Regions from separate parts of the Mus musculus genome. Here regions 1 and 3 are each linked to region 2. Evidence: chromatin contacts called from public ChIA-PET and HiChIP or PLAC-seq data. All regions are on one chromosome and are shown on one strand. Each heading gives the region's core, a stretch centred on a gene start, on an enhancer-like site or on the middle of the called end of the contact. The rest is flanking DNA. Distances are from core to core; before and after follow the strand shown.

What was found. ChIA-PET counts read pairs in DNA pulled down with a chosen protein or histone mark. HiChIP or PLAC-seq counts read pairs in DNA pulled down with a chosen protein or histone mark.
Region 1: a contact with region 2 is called in an H3K27ac HiChIP or PLAC-seq map of bone marrow-derived dendritic cells, with 2.5 times the contacts expected there. The contact joins two enhancer-like sites. A contact is called at or near these places in 13 of 484 Hi-C or Micro-C datasets (CD4 T cells, CD8 T cells, Th1 cells and 8 more) and 4 of 115 datasets of contacts at active chromatin or transcription factors (CD8 T cells, bone marrow-derived dendritic cells, large pre-B cells and 1 more).
Region 3: an RNA polymerase II ChIA-PET map of memory CD8 T cells shows a contact between it and region 2, with 38 read pairs. The contact joins two enhancer-like sites. A contact is called at or near these places in 2 of 15 datasets of contacts at CTCF or cohesin (CD8 T cells and the NIH/3T3 cell line), 2 of 484 Hi-C or Micro-C datasets (CD8 T cells and bone marrow-derived macrophages) and 1 of 115 datasets of contacts at active chromatin or transcription factors (memory CD8 T cells).

What each region holds. Positions count from the first base shown.
Region 1 is chr15:67,271,462-67,274,493 of GRCm38.p6, forward strand. All of the region lies in intron 4 of 1700012I11Rik (RIKEN cDNA 1700012I11 gene), which reads left to right. Among named protein-coding and RNA genes, the nearest start is that of 1700012I11Rik, 46 kb to the left of the region's middle. Within about 2 kb of position 1,515, at least 32 of the 459 cell types and tissues checked have an H3K27ac peak or open chromatin away from gene starts, as enhancers often do. A contact at or near this core is called in bone marrow-derived dendritic cells, where this site is marked.
Region 2 is chr15:67,408,497-67,411,612 of GRCm38.p6, forward strand. No RefSeq gene overlaps it. Among named protein-coding and RNA genes, the nearest start is that of 1700012I11Rik, 180 kb to the left of the region's middle. Within about 2 kb of position 1,730, at least 59 of the 459 cell types and tissues checked have an H3K27ac peak or open chromatin away from gene starts, as enhancers often do. A contact at or near this core is called in CD8 T cells, bone marrow-derived dendritic cells and memory CD8 T cells, where this site is marked.
Region 3 is chr15:67,208,989-67,212,230 of GRCm38.p6, forward strand. No RefSeq gene overlaps it. Among named protein-coding and RNA genes, the nearest start is that of 1700012I11Rik, 16 kb to the right of the region's middle. Within about 2 kb of position 1,378, at least 46 of the 459 cell types and tissues checked have an H3K27ac peak or open chromatin away from gene starts, as enhancers often do. A contact at or near this core is called in CD8 T cells and memory CD8 T cells, where this site is marked.

The sequences.
Region 1 (3,032 bases), core at 265-2,764, 140 kb before region 2:
GGGTTCCCTGGACTGGGCGAAGTGGGTGTGCTGGGTTCTGGTGATGGTGAGTGGTCTTGGTTCCTGTTAGTAAGATTCCTCCGTTTACCTTTCGCCATCTGGTAATCTCTGGAGTTAGTAGTTATAGTTGACTCTGTTTAGAGATTGTTCTTCTGGTGATTCTGTTACCGTCTATCAGCAGACCTGGGAGACAGATTCTCTCCTCTGAGTTTCAGTGCTCAGAGCACTCTCTGCTGGCAAGCTCTCTTACAGGGAAGGTGCGCAGATATCTTGTATTTGGACCTCCTCCTGGCCGAAGAAGAAGGCCCAAAACAGGACCTTTCTCAGACACTGTGTTGCTTTGGCAGTTCCCAGGTGGTACAGACTCTCACCTAAGCAGACTAAATTCCTAAGTTCCTTGGAGTCCCGGGACCAAGATGGCGACCGCTGCTGCTGTGGCTTAGGCCGCCTCCCCAGCCGGGTGGGCACCTGTCCTCCGGTCCGGAAGGTGGCCGGCTGTCCCCGGCCCACACAGGGTGCTGCCTCAGCGCCTCTGTGCTTCCGCCTGTTCCAGAAGCTGTCAGGTTCTCTGGCGCACCCTCTCACCTGTTCAGACTAATTTCCTAAGTTCGGCGGGTCCCGGACCAAGATGGCGACCGCTGCTGCTGTGGCTTAGGTCGCCTCCCCAGCCGGGTGGGCACCTGTCCTCCGGTCCGGAAGGTGGCCGGCTGTCCCCGGCCCACAAAGGGTGCTGCCTCAGCGCCTCTGTGCTTCCGCCTGTTCCAGAAGCTGTCAGGTTCTCTGGCGCACCCTCTCACCTGTTCAGACTAATTTCCTAAGTTCGGCGGGTCCCGGACCAAGATGGCGACCGCTGCTGCTGTGGCTTAGCGCCAATGAATTTTCTAATGACCTGAATTTAATAATATAACCCCAATGAGAAGAACCCTGATGCTTATTGTAGAGGGTAACTAACATTGAATCTTCAATAATTTTAGTATCTTAAAAGTAAGAAAGGAAGGGGGTAGTATTTTAGATAATAGGATATGGAATGAAAGGACAACCAAATGCAAGTCACTGTCCTCAAATACAAACACATGCAGTCATTTGTCGACACATGGCCTGAGGAGATGACTCATGGTGTGTGGTTTGAACATGGGCAACACATTAGGCAATCCTACTGCTTCGAAGATAATTCTCAAATATAGCCATTGTACTGTGGGTATGTAGGAAAATAGCTTAGATTTTTGGATTAAATATTGCAGTTATTAGTGGTCACAGTCATGATGATTATAGCTCACTTTCAAATGCTTTATTAAAAGGGGTAGAGGTGGTTGATCCAGTGGCAGAGAACCTACTTAGCAGGCACAAAACCCTTAGGTTTCATCCCTAGTCTTAGCAAAAGAAAAGGACAAAATATCCAAAAGCTTATACATAAAATGCAACTTTTTAGTAATTTCTGGGTGACTCTGGAGAGCTCTAGTCTCATTGCTCATCAGGAAAGGACTTGGCAGTCATTCGCAAGTCCTGCAGTCATCTGGTTTCTGGGTTCCTCATTACAAAACTCAGCTTTAGACCAGAGAATTCTTCTGTCCCAGAGCACCCTTGTACACATAGCCCCCACCCCCCAACCCCCAGTATTGATCTGGGCTTGGAGCCAGTTGAGACATGATCAGGTTGCCACCATAACCCAGGGGATACTTACCTGTGTCACTTTCCCCCTATGATTTCTAGATGCTCCTCGTGCACCACCAACTCAAGTTACCATTAGTTCCTGGGCAAGAAAACTGTGAATCTAACTGAGGACCATGTAGGCACTGTGATGGTTCATGTTGATTGTCACCATGACAATGAATCACCTGGAAGAGAGTATCAGTGAGGCAATGTCTATATTGGCTTGGCCTATAGCCGTGTCTGTGGGAGAGCTGTCTTAATTGTTATGTGAAGATTCACAACCCTGTGTACAGCAGTATTTGCTAGACTGGAGGTTCTGACTTGGGTAAGGATAGAGATAACAACCTGAGAGCAAGCAACTAAGCCAAGTATGCTTTCATTTCTTACTTCCTGCTCTTCACTATGGATGGCAGATGAATAGCTGCCTTGACTTCCTCACAGTGATGGGCACTAATTTAGAATTGTGAACTGAAATAAAGCCCTGCTAGTTAGTTGTTTGTCAACATGACATAGGCAAAGGTCGTCTGGGAAGAGAGAGACTCAATTGAGAAAATGTCTCCATCAAACTGGCTTTAGGCAAGCCTAAGGGATCATTTTGTTGATTACTGATTGATACTGGAGTGAGATGATATTGCATGTATGTCAGTAGCACTTTCCCAATAGCTATCGATATTTTAAAATCTGCCCCATGTCTTAGCAATAAATACTTCTCCAAAAAGATTTTGTGTGGTCCTGTCCACACAAACTTCAACAGAATCTTAACAACGTACAGGTAGAAATAAAGATGATCCCCCAACTCACAAAGGATTGAATTATGAGTGCTTGATTTTAGAACAATGCAAACATGATATACAGAGAGTAGGAACAAAGGGCAGAATCTTGGCCTGTCCCCTGGATATACAGTGTGATACTCTCACAATGGTGACCAGTGGCTGTGATCCATGTCTCCCTGTCAGCTGTGTCACTGGAAGGGAAATAACTGCTAAGGTGATTTTGCTGCACTGAACACTGGTTTATCTTGAGGTCATTTCAACTCACAGTGAGCTTTTTGGGTCATAATCCCATCAGAAGTTGAGGAGAAACTGTGTGTTTCATTCACGTTTGCATCTTAGAAATATCTGCCTTATTTTCTAGGTGCTAATGCTTCTATTAAAGAGGAAAGGTCAAGAAAGAGAGGAGAATGAGGGGGGAGGGGAGAGAACAAGGAGAGAAAATAGGGTGAGGGAGGGGAGAGGAAGAGAGGGAAAGAGGGAGGGAGGAAGAGAGAGAATGAGAGAGAGAGAAAGAAGTTATGACCTCCGTGCTAAGAAAGAACCCTTTCCTTCTGTGCGCTAGGCACTTAACCCTTTACTACACTAATTTCTGAAAGTGTGCTCCTGGCA
Region 2 (3,116 bases), core at 480-2,979:
CTTACTGTGTTCTGGGCCTAACACATACTGAATGTTCTGATGGAGCTATCCCATGTCTGTTTGACAGAGATATATCCCTGATGCTCAAATCACTTAGGGTATATTTTTCAAGTTATAGTAAATTAGAGCTCAGACAATTTACATTCACTTACTCCCCTTAATGAAACATTCAAGGCTGGATACTGTAAGCACTGGGTTGAGGATTTGTGAACTCATTTGGCTCCTGCTCATGTTCTCTCTGGCTGTTTCTTTGGGGACTGAGTGAAGAATGCTAAAATGAGAGTCACAAGCAGAAACACGAGTGAGAACTGAGCATCTGCTTGCCACTCCTGCTTGTCTTATATCTCTTGACACCATGCCCCAATCAAACTCCAGACCCACAGACCCCCTCTAAAGCCCTGTGGCCCTTTGTTTAAATCCCCGCGCTCAGTCCCTCCTGGAACTTGCAGATATTCTAGTCTCTGCCAGAACGACTTTTTCTATTCCCCTTGTCTGATTAATGTCCCCTTTCCACCCCCTCCTCTTGGTGTCACATTATAAGGGATTTGCCCCACCCCCAACCTCCCACTGGGTCTGGCTTCTCACTTAGCAATGCAGCTTCCTTCCTAATGGTGGTCAAGGCTGTAGTCGGACACTTGCCTTCATTGGTTAATTCATCGGACTCTACGCATGCAAAAACAGGGAGAGCTTGTCTTCTTTTGATTGGTTTTGCATCTCTGCCACCTAACCCGTAGTGTGGATTTAAAAACTGTCTATTGAAGAATTGAGTAAACAGGAAGATGTAGATGTGTGTCAGTTCTTTGTATGTGGTGACAGATTCCATGTGAGCTGGTCCCTAAATCCATGCATAGGGCAAGGGGGACAGGGTATTATGATCACAGCCAGGATCAGGATCCTGAAAGTATGGATGGCCACATCAAAGACTTCACAGGTCATCATTGTGCCAAAGTGGTCACAGACACTGTGTGAGCAAGCCTGGCTGTGTTTTAGTAAAAGCATATTTATAGACTCAGTGACTTGAATTCCACGTCATTTATTTGTATCACGGAATATTTTTCTTCTTCAAACTTTTGTCTACAACTGCTTAAAATGTGAAAATGGCTCTTAGACTATGTCAGTTGTACAAATATAGGTTGCCTGTTAGATTCAGGCCATAGGCTGATCCCTAGTTGATGCTCTTGCTATCTACCCTCGGGTGTTTCCTTTGACATTTTCCAGAAGGTCACACTCCTTGCCTGCCTCTCATTATTTCTGTGACCCGTAGAGTGCTGCTCAATATTGGCTGTTCAGGAACATAGTGGTTGGGTTAGCTGAGTACAATGGTGACCTCTGAAGGTAAAGTGTAGCTCATGTATGAGCATTTTGGGGGTCTTGGACATGCTCCTCCAGCTGTGGGAATGTAAGGATGTCTGTCTGTGGGGGATGAGAAAGATACTGATGGACAGCAAAAGGATATTATCAAGGTGAGAAGGCAGATGCCAGAATCCCAGAACTGTGGGCAGCCTTGGTGGGGGGCTGTCTGTCTTCTCATCTGTTTGGAAAGTCTCATATCCATCCCCAGAATTGAATTATATTGCTTTCCCCCAGCGATACCTCATGCTTGTGAAACTCAGCCTTTTTTCCACACCATTCATTTTCACCAAATAAGGCTTGACATTTGTGAAGGGTTAGTGAAGATAAGACTCAGGGTGGAGCAAAAGGATGTGAGAAGGGTTACCACATGCAGTGTGTGGGCAAAGATCACAGATGACATCTGTTTTCAAAAGGAGAAGAACCCAACCAACCAGTTCTCAGTCCTCTAAACCTGATTCTTTTGGTAAATGCCTACAGTGTATGTGTGTGTGTGTGTGTGTGTGTCTGTGTGTGTGTGTGTGTGTGTCTGTGTGTGTCTGTGTGTGTAAAACCTGGCAACTCCAGTTTGCTTTGTATTTCACTGTCTTTTTCTCACAAGTGCAATTAACCGTGGCCACCTATGAATATTTCCCTGTGGGACACTTGGAAGTCTGTGGCCTTCTTCCATGTCAATGGCCACTTCTATTCAGCATGGCATGCTTTCTCACAGGGATCAAATTTGACTTCTGTACAATTACCAGCTCTCTCCCTGTGGAAACAGACATGCTAGCTTACATTTTCTTATTTTTGCTTGCTTTCCTGCACTTGTGTCCTGTGCAGGAGAATCTGGTCATATCAATTACCTGACCCAGGGACTAAGAAGAATGAAAATGTTTAGGAGATGGTTGTCCCCAAATTCAACCTACTGATGCCATGAAATTTCCCCCTGGGAAAAAAATGGCTAAAATGGTAAATTTTAAGTTTTACCATAATAGAAAGTTGATCTTTGTCCTAGTTACTTTTTTTTTCTTTTTCCTTTTTTTTTTTTTTTTGCTTAACTTGTTCTAGTTACATGGTCACTTTTATCATCCCTGGACCAAATACCTGACAAGAAGAAGTTTAAGAAAGAAAGGGTTTATTTTGCCTTATAGTTCTGAGGGTGGGGGATACAGTCCATTATGGTGGGAAAAGCATGGTGACAGAAGCCAAAAGTTGGCTGATGGCAGTGACTGACAGCCAGGAAGCAGAGAGTGAACAGGAATTGGGTCCGGTTAGAATGCCTTGACATCTCTTCTAACATTCATAATCTACTTCGAGCAAAACTCTGCCTTCCAAAGGTTCTACAGTATTCCAAAACAGTAAAACCCCCTGGGGAGTAAGTGTTCAGACACATGAGCCAACAGTGGGTAGGGGACATTTCACATTCAAACCACAGCAGTTCTCAATGACCACAGAACAACTTTATAAGAATAATAGGGATCGGAGATATAGCGATATCACAACAGTTGAAAGCATTTACAGCTGTTGCAGAGGACTCAGATTTAGTTATAAGTACCCATATGGCACATTCTAACTCTATCTCCAGTTCTAGGGGATCTGATGTCTTCTTATGTTCTCCGTGAGCACCAGGGATGGCATGTATGTGGTACACATACATATATGCAGAAAAAACATTCATACACACAAAATGAAAACAAAGAAATCTAGGAAGACCATGATAGGAACCCACTGAAGATTTTGTACCTCTGTATTAGTTAGGATTTCATCACTGTGACCAAAATGTC
Region 3 (3,242 bases), core at 128-2,627, 200 kb before region 2:
TAATGATGTCATTGATAACTATTTTCCGCTGAGTAGATCCACAATGTCCTCTCTCCCTTCCTGGGAAGGAGAGTTCGTCGTACTCTTGTACATTTTGCAATCTATAGTTTGCTGTGACTTTCTCCGCCTAAATTTCTACTTTTACACAATGTCCTTCAATTATACTGAGATCCAATCATGTTCACTGGAGAGGCCTTTTTAATAGTTGCCATATTCTTGGTAGGAAGGAACAATTGATGCCATGAGAGCCCCCTGGGGCCTGTAGAGATGCTGTGGACACCATCACAGACAGGCACACTAGCAAGTCTCCGATGACTTCTCAAGCCCAGCCCCATTTAGATGCAGGCCTTCCTGCCCTGGTCTAGCTCAGCAGCCTCTGCATCTTCGGGCCTTCTGGGCGGGTTTTAAACCTCTACTTGGTGTTTCCCAGAGCATGCTTGTGAAAAGACACAGCCTAGAGAAGCAGACACATCCCCCTCTCTGTCAACTGACCACAGCAATGAGCATGGGGCCTAAGCTCCCCCTGGGGGTATTCCTCCTCCTTTTCCCCAGCAGCAAGGCTGGTCAAGCCACTCATCTTCCTGGTGTCCTCTGTTGACTTGCTGAGCTGACAGGAAGTGGCTTCCCAGCTGTGGTGGTGGTGGTGGTGGGTGTGGATCTTACAACTTTAGAAAACAGTGCCCAAAGGCTGAGATTTGCTGAGAGCAAAGTTTTGCCTCAGAACCTTAGTGTGGCCCTTTCTCTCCACCAATGAACTTCTTTCTGTCTGTGTGGGTCAAGCGGAGTTACGATAAGGAAGGCTTTTGTTATCTCCCGCTACATTCCTCCAGAGAGGATTTACTAAAGACACTTCGACCATGAGGATAACAGTAACATATCATGTCCTCATGCCCAATTTTTCTTCCATCTCACTTTGAGAAATCCAATCCAATCCAGAATAATGAAACCATTTGATAAAACAGTCTATGCTCAGAGATTCTGTATGTTTGAAGTACTAGAGAGCTCCCGCTAACAGAAAGACGATCCCCTCACAAGAATGGCTGCTCACTTCCTCCAGATCTGTCTGCTCTCTTCCTCCTCTGCATATTGCATTTCTTTCCAAGATGCTGCTCATCATTATGTGGTGACATCCACTTGGCCAGTAGGATTCCGTATCTGTCCAGGCATTCCGTGAATGCTGGTCATTTCTAGACCGGTTGTGCGAAAGCAGTCTTATCCAAAGGGGATAGTCAGTATGGTATCTTGTTGCATAAACAGCCGAATGACTGACACAAGCTCATTCTATCCACCTGGGCAGTTTTAGGGAGCAATTCATGCATTTTCTGAGCTGTTCAGCCCACACACCTAGGTGCTGAGTTTCCTCTTCCCCTTTGAAGTCTGGTTCAGTGTGAAGCCTTTGCAGGAGCAGGAAGCAGCTGGAGCGACCATTTGTTTACGTACTCCTGACTGCAGCTTGAGCTGGGTTTTTGAAAAAGTGGGAAATGGATAATTGTTCAACAAGCTATTCCCTGTAGTCAATTAAAAATTCCTTTTGGCTTTAAAAAAAAATACCTGGTACTTCAAACACATAGAATCCACATGTGGATTGTCTTATTAAACTGTTTCATTATTCTAGAATAATTGATTTGTTTTTTTGTTTTTTTGTTTTTTTGTTTTGTTTTTTCAAAGACAGATGGAAGAAAAACTGGGAATGAGGACATAATTTGCTAATGTTGTCCATGTGGCCAACACATCTTTAGTAACTCTTCTTTGGAGAGCTGGACATGGGCATGACGGTACGTGGGTAATGATTGCTGGCACATCCTTGCCTCATGGCTAAATCCCAGGCCTGTGAGCAGGCAGGGCAAGGGAGCTGCTGGCTGATTTTGAACCTTGGAGCAGTGGGCAGTTCCTGGCTTGAAGGCTGCTTGTGCGAAGTGAACATGGTTGTGTCTGTTTTCAGTCTTACGCTCACAATATCTAGCCCAATACAGCAGGGGCAGGGAGTATACCCGTCAGCCTTCAGGGCAATTGGGAATGAATTCATGAGAGCAGAATCAGGCAGAGTCTCCTGGGAGCAGCAAGCCATGGCCATCCTTGATTCACGTTGAGTTATTTCTAAGTGTGTGTGTGTGTGTGTGTGTGTGTGTGTGTGTGCTGGGGGTGGTAGTGGTGCTGGTGAGCACCATCCCCTGTCCATTCAGTGTAATTTCCATTCTCATGAGATGAGAATTCTCTAGCCAAATCTCATTCACCTTACATCTACAATTTCCAAGACACAGACAGATGAGAGAGGACCACAATGCTTGGATTCTAGAGACTAGCTACTGATCTGCCTGTTTTTGACCTGTGTGTTCTCAGGAAAGCCAGGATCCATCTTCTTGCTATCAAGGGCTGACCTGGCTGATGCCCCTTAACAGCCCTCCTGGAGCTGATGTCACTGCCACCTCTCAGAATTACGGTTTATATATTCCCTACAGAAAGAGATGACTGATCCTGGCTAGATAACCTTGCACTGAGAGGAGTTGGCTGCTCCTTGCTGTCTCAAGGAACATTAGCAGTTTGTTTATCTGTGACCTGTGATGTCCTCAGGCCCACAAAGAAGATCCTGACTGGTACCCATTAGCTACTTTAGCTCATAACTGATGAGCTCTCTAGAGTTACACCTTTTTGAAAGGCTAGGAGTGTTCTCTTCTTCTTTACTCAACAAATTCTTGCCATCCTGCAAAACAGCTCCAACATTCTTTTTTTCTTTTCTTTTTCTCTCTTCTCTTCTCTTCTCTTCTCTTCTCTTCTCTTCTCTTCTCTTCTCTTCTCTTCTCTTCTCTTCTCTCCTCTCCTCTCCTCTCCTCTCCTCTCCTCTCCTCTCCTCTCCTCTCCCCTCCCCTCCCCTCCTCTCCCCTCCCTCCCGCCCTCCCTTCTGCCCCATCTCTCTCTCTTTCTTACTTTCTTTCTTTTTGGATGTCTTATCTGACCAGCTTGGGAGTGTTGAGTATATCAACCTTAGTTTCTAAAGTATGATTAATTTTTCTGATGTCTTTATTGGAGCAGCAGCAACAACAACAAGCAAACACTTGTCATAGAGATTGAGATAGGTCCAAACATACAAATCCCCCTCTAATAAGGAAGACATTAGGGGCATTAATAAGCTGTCTTATGATGAGAGTTCTAGCAGAAGGGAGCACAAACATCCAGGGGGGCAGAGTTCTGAAAGAACGCAGTTGCAAATGTCCTTCTCACTGGACCACAGGCTGATGGCCAGA